Linked DNA regions of Bos taurus: region 1 is linked to region 2. Evidence: chromatin contacts called from public Hi-C data. All regions are on one chromosome and are shown on one strand. Each heading gives the region's core, a stretch centred on a gene start, on an enhancer-like site or on the middle of the called end of the contact. The rest is flanking DNA. Distances are from core to core; before and after follow the strand shown.

Evidence for each region. A called contact is a pair of places that touch in the nucleus more often than the background predicts.
Region 1: a Hi-C map of skeletal muscle shows a contact between it and region 2, with 4 times the contacts expected there. The contact joins the promoter of RAD51C here to the enhancer-like site in region 2. A contact is called at or near these places in 3 of 11 Hi-C or Micro-C datasets (liver and skeletal muscle).

Annotation. Positions count from the first base shown.
Region 1 is chr19:9,649,074-9,651,901 of ARS-UCD2.0, forward strand. It overlaps RAD51C (RAD51 paralog C), which reads left to right and starts at 1,569. Exons shown (of 8, transcript XM_059878398.1): 1 at 1,569-2,828. LOC112442807 (U1 spliceosomal RNA) reads right to left here and starts at 1,616; the gene lies at 1,453-1,616. LOC112442818 (U1 spliceosomal RNA) reads right to left here and starts at 2,793; the gene lies at 2,630-2,793. It also overlaps a transcript of TEX14 not described here.
Region 2 is chr19:9,555,886-9,558,896 of ARS-UCD2.0, forward strand. All of the region lies in intron 9 of TEX14 (testis expressed 14, intercellular bridge forming factor), which reads right to left. Among named protein-coding and RNA genes, the nearest start is that of TEX14, 65 kb to the right of the region's middle. Within about 2 kb of position 1,331, at least 13 of the 102 cell types and tissues checked have an H3K27ac peak or open chromatin away from gene starts, as enhancers often do. A contact at or near this core is called in skeletal muscle, where this site is marked.

The DNA of each region.
Region 1 (2,828 bases), core at 319-2,818, 93 kb after region 2:
ACAAGATTTGTTCTAGGAGAGAAGCAGCAGGAACTGCTTCTGCAAGACAAGTAAGTTACGAGTGTGAAGGTCACTAGAAATCTAAACAGCTACATCGGGAAACTAGGCAGAACCAGAATATATCATATCCTGAAAATGAAATACAGTGAATCTGCAGCATATACAGGAATTGGTTGCCTGCAGAGACATTCTAGTTTTCAGCAACAGAACAGGTTCTCAAAGACACTAGTTGGGGACCTTTAGAAATACCCACATTCAATCCAGATGCAGCATTCCTTAGGTAATAAAGAAGAAACGAATCTGCTCAATTTAACTTTCCGAAGTAGAAAGGATTAACAGAATAGCCTCCTAAAACAGTATAAAAGTCCCAAATTTTGACTGTGCTGCAGAGAAAAATGGCTACTTATGAGAATATTTCAACAGCCTCAAAAATCCAGATTTCAAACTGACCTAAGAGAACAACAGAGCAGTCAGAAATAAACATTAGTCCTCTTTTTCTACCAGAGGTAAAAATCAGAAAAGAAGCAAGATTAACGTTCACTTCACTGTCACTTGAAAGCTCAGCTGGTAAAGAATCCGCCTGCAATGCAGGAGACCCTTTTTCGATTCCTGGGTGGGCAAGATCCTCTGGGGGAAAAAAATGGCAACGCACTCCTGTATTCTCAGCTGGAAAATCCCATGGACAAAAAAGCCTGACAGGGTCACAAAAAGTCAGACAGACTGGGGGACTAAGCACGATATTCTGAAAATAAGGGCAAAAACCAAAGTTCAAGCCATAAAACATAAAATATACCTGCTGCTGCTAAGTCACCCCAGTCGTGTCCAACTGTGTGACCCCATAGACGACAGCCCACCAGGCTCCCCCGTCCCTGGGATTCTCCAGGCAACAACACTGGAGTGGGTTGCCATTTCCTTCTCCAATGCATGACAGTGAGAAGTGAAAGGAAGTCGCTCAGTCGTGTCCGACTTTTCGCGACCCCATAGACTGCAGCCTACCAGGCTCCTCCGTCCATGGGATTTTCCCGGCCAGAGTACTGGAGTGGGGTGCCATCGCCTCCTTCTGAGTACCTAGATCTGCACTATTCACCCGTACACCTCAATACTGCCTTTGAGACTCCCCTTAATCTCCGAACCCGTTACAAGAAAAATTCGGCTAAAACCTCATTTCTCAAACAGTAAACTAAAAGTTCGCCGGTCACATAGACCTCCAATAAACCCTGAAAATTAAAACTCACCAAATCTCAATAAACAAAACTAAAGCCACCACCTCTCATACACGATACTACCAAAAAAACACACGACTTACAATAAAAAAACAAACAAGCAAAAAAAAAAAAACAAAACTGGAAAACCGGATCAGCAGTTTCGAAAACCCCACGTCTAGAAAGAAACTCCACCATTATATTCTTCCCTAATAAAAACTACTCAACCTCCTTTTAACCACAAAAGAGACAGGGGAAAGCGCGAACGCAGTCCCCCACTACCACAAATTATGCAGTCGAGTTTCCCACATTTGGGGAAATCGCAGGGGTCAGCACATCCGGAGTGCAATGGATAAGCCTCGCCCTGGGAAAACCACCTTCGTGATCATGGTATCTCCCCTGCCAGGTAAGTATGAGTTGCTCGCCCTGCCTGCCGCCTCAGCCTCACGTTCCAAACACTTCGCACTTACGGTCACTCTCTTCACCGAAAACTCTACACCCTCACTTACGAAATAACGGCTTCTCCCAACTATAAGGCCCGACAAGCACATTGCGAGTACCGCAATATTTGCAAAATAATAAAAACGCTTCATAGTACATTCTGAACATGGCCAGCCGAAGCCGAGCTCATTTACATACTTCGCGCACCTTAGTTACGTCACTCTGTAGCGCCGACTGTACCCGGGCCTCGTGATAGGCTGACTGACAGCCACGGAGGCGCTCTGGGCCTAATCCCCGGGGCCGGGAATGTGACCCACCTTTGTGACAGAACAGACTGTAGGGATGCGATTAGCTTTGAGACTGGGTGGGGCGGGAATAGTCCGAATTATCCAGGTGCGCCTAATGTAATCAAAGGCTCTTATGGAGAGGAGTTACATTATCAACTGACCGAAGACACTAAACTGGTGGCTTTGAAAATGGAGAGGTGAAGTGAAGTGGCTCAGTCGTGTCCGATTCTTTGCGACCCCGTGGACTGTAGCTTACAAGGCTCCTCTGCCCATGGAATTTTCCAGGCAAGAGTACTGGAGTGGGTTGCCATTTCCTTCTCCAGGGAATCTTCCTGACCTAAGGATCGAACCTGGGTCTCCAGCATTACAGGCAGACACTTTACTGTCTGAGCCACCAGGGAAGCCACCTGAAAATGGAGAAACGGACTACAAAGCAAGGACAGGTTGCTTTCAAGAGGTTCCCTCTATACCTACTGGTGAAGAAAGAAAAGGTCATAAAACGATCCTCCGGCTCAGAGAAAGGAAAACCGAAACCAAAAAAACCATAACAGAAGAAAAAGATAATCACAGCCCCTTAAAGAAGCCGAACTAATTCCCATAGTTTAAAACTGGGATTTACAGCGTCAACTCACAACAGCCACCACTAGCAACAAACAAAAGAAAACGTCAATCTACAGCCTTTTCTTAAACAAGCCACACCAGGGGAAAGCGCGAACGCAGTCTCCCACTACCACAAATTATGCAGTCGAGTTTCCCACATTTGGGGAAATCGCAGGGGTCAGCACATCCGGAGTGCAATGGATAAGCCTCGCCCTGGGAAAACCACCTTCGTGATCATGGTATCTCCCCTGCCAGGTAAGTATGGGTTGTTATCGGCCTCTACCATGTCACCCACATA
Region 2 (3,011 bases), core at 81-2,580:
ACCTCCTCAGGCCTTTTAGGCTACCTAAGGCAAGGGACAAGTCATTTACAATCAGAATTTATGCCCTTTCTCTTTTACTTCCATTCACTTTCCTCTCTTACAATCCCTCTTCCTTCTCTGTTAATGTTAGTGGAATGTAGGAAAGGAGTTTTTTTATTAATATTTATTTATTTATTTGGCTGCTTCGGGTATTAATTGTGGCATGCAGGATCTTTAGTTGAGGTATGTGAACTCTTAGTGACAGCATGTGGGATCTACTTTCCTGACCAGGGATCAAACCTGGGCTGCTGCTTTGAAAGCACACGGTCTTAGCCAGTGGACTAGGAAAGTCCCAGGGAATTCTTTTCAGCTTCGGCTTTGACATCAACAAATTTACATTTGGCTATGGCTATATGATACCACTTGCGAGGTCAATTCCAGCTCTAAAGACTCCATTAAGAAGGAGTTGAAGAATAGGAGAAACTGCTGTATCATTTTTACATCAAGAGATGGAATGCTACTCTAGACAATAAATAGCCCTCCAAGTTCCTCCATCCATGGGATTCTCCAGGTAAGAATACTGGAATGGGTTGTCATGCCATCCTCCAGGGGATCTTCCTCGCCCAGGGAACAAACCAGCGTCTCTTGCGTCTCCTGCACTGGCAGGTGGGTTCTTTACCACTAGAGCCACCTGAAAGCCCCAGGGTTGAGGCTGTGTGTGTGTGTTAGTTGCTCAGTCATGTCCAACTCTTTCTGATCCTATGGACTGTAGTCCCCCAGGCTCCTTTGTCCATGGAATTTTCCAGGCAAGAATACTGGAGTGGATTGCCATTCCCTTCTCCAGGGGATAGGGGATCTTCCTGACCCAGGGACAGAAGCCAGGTCTCCTGCACTGCAGGCAGATTCTTTCCTATCTGAACCACCAGGGAAGCCCAGGGTTGAGGCTGCTGCTGCTGCTGCTGCTAAGTCACTTCAGTCGTCTCTGACTCTGTGAGACCCCATAGACGGCAGCCCACCAGGCTCCCCCGTCCCTGGGATTCTGCAGGCAAGAACATTGGAATTGGTTGCCATTTCCTTCTCCAATGTATGAAAGTGAAAAGTGAAAGTGAAGTCGCTCAGTCATGTCCAACCCTCAGCAACCCCATGGACTGCAGCTTTCCAGGCTCCTCCGTCCATGGGATTTTCCAGGCAAGAGTACTGGAGTGGGGTGCCATTGCCTCCTCCGAGGGTTAAGGCTGGCCATCTCCAAATCCCCATTTCACTCTTAAGATTCGTATTTCTATTGGAGAGCGCATCAAAGAAACTGTTATACCTCCATGAGAACAACAGGTGGCGCTGCATCACTGGCAAACATCTTGGATTCTGTCAACCTTGAAAAGTCTATTATCAACGGTAAAAATGTCCAAACCCTTCGGCTCTTGAACACATAGCCAAAGTGGTGAACCTTGTTCTGAATCACTTCAAGGATTCCCTTCAAATGCTTTCTGAGCACTTCCTATGTGGCAGGCCCTGAGCTGGGTGGTAAAGATGAACAAGCCGTAGCATGGGTCCTGCTCACCATTCAGAGGGGCCGACACTTGACTGCTGGGCAGGAAAGCATGCTCGGTGATTCGGGGAAAGGGCTTTGGTATAGGCTTCATAGCGGGGGGGCGGGGGTTGGTGTGGTGGAATTTAAAAGGATAAACAGGAGTGCCAGATACTCCAGGCGTGAGGAGCAGCCCTGAGAAATAGCATGGCCTGCCTCAGACGGCCAGGCAGAGTGGTAAGTGATGAGGGCGACGCTGCGGGCGAAGCCCCCACCGCAGAAGGCTTCCCACTCTAGAAAGTGCGGGGGCTTAATCTTGTAGGCAGAGGGAGACACTGGGATTAAGAATGGACCAGGTCTGAGACTCAGCAGCTCAACTGGCGAGAGCTATCTGGCCTCCACCGGTTTCCAATGGAAAATGGCTCCAGTCACAGCTAACTGCTCCCCTGTTTCTCTCTCGTCCCATCACCGCCCTGCGCCATGCAAGAGTGAGGAGGATCTTCTTAACCTGTAAATCAGCCAGAACATCATTCTGCTCAAAAAAAAAAAAATCCTTCACAGTATCCTAGTGTTTTAAGAATTAAATTCAAACCCTTTGCCAAGGCCCACAAGGGGAAGCCCAATCTGACCGGCGCTCTCCTCTCCAGACAGAGAGACAAGGGGCACACGAGGCCCAGGGAGCTGATAGTCTTTCCACTTCATTCATTTAAAAAACATGTTGAGGAACTTCCCTGGTGGTCCAGTGGTTAAGACTCCACGCTGCCAACGCAGGGGGTGTGGCTTCAATCCCTGGGCAGGGAACTACGATTCCACAAACAGCACGGAATGGCCATAAATAAATAAATAAACAAAATCGTCTGTAAATAAATAAAATAGAATTTTTAAAATAAAAAGGAATTTCCCTGGTGGTCCACTGGCTAAGACTCCACCCTCCTAATGCAGGGAGCCTGGGCTCCATCCCTGCTCAGAGAACTAGATCCCACCTGCCGCAACTAAAGATCCCACATGTCACGACTAAAAATCCTGTGTGCTGCAACTGAGACCCGGCGCAGCCAAATAAATACATTGTTTTAAAATAAATTTTTTAAAAAAATTTTAAATTAAAAAAATAAAGAACATGCTGAGCTCCCGCTGTGTGGAGGCCTGCTCTAGGTATCTGAGATATGGCAGCAGATAAAACAGAAATCCCTGTCCTCATAGAGCTTTTCTAAGAAGTAAATTATGAGATGTTAGACCTGCCAGGGGCTTCCCAGGTGGCATTAGTGGTAAAGAACTCGCCTGCCAACGCAGGAGACATAAGGGATGAGGGTTTGATCCCTGGATCGGAAAGATCCCCTGGAGGAGGGCATGGCAACCCACTCCAGCATTCTTGCCTGGAAAATCCCACAGACAGAGGAGCCTGGCAGGCAACAGTCCATGGGGTTGCAAAGAGTCAGACATAACTGAAGTGACTTAGCAGGTATGCACGTAAGACCTGCCAGAGACTCAGAAATAAAACCTCGGTGAT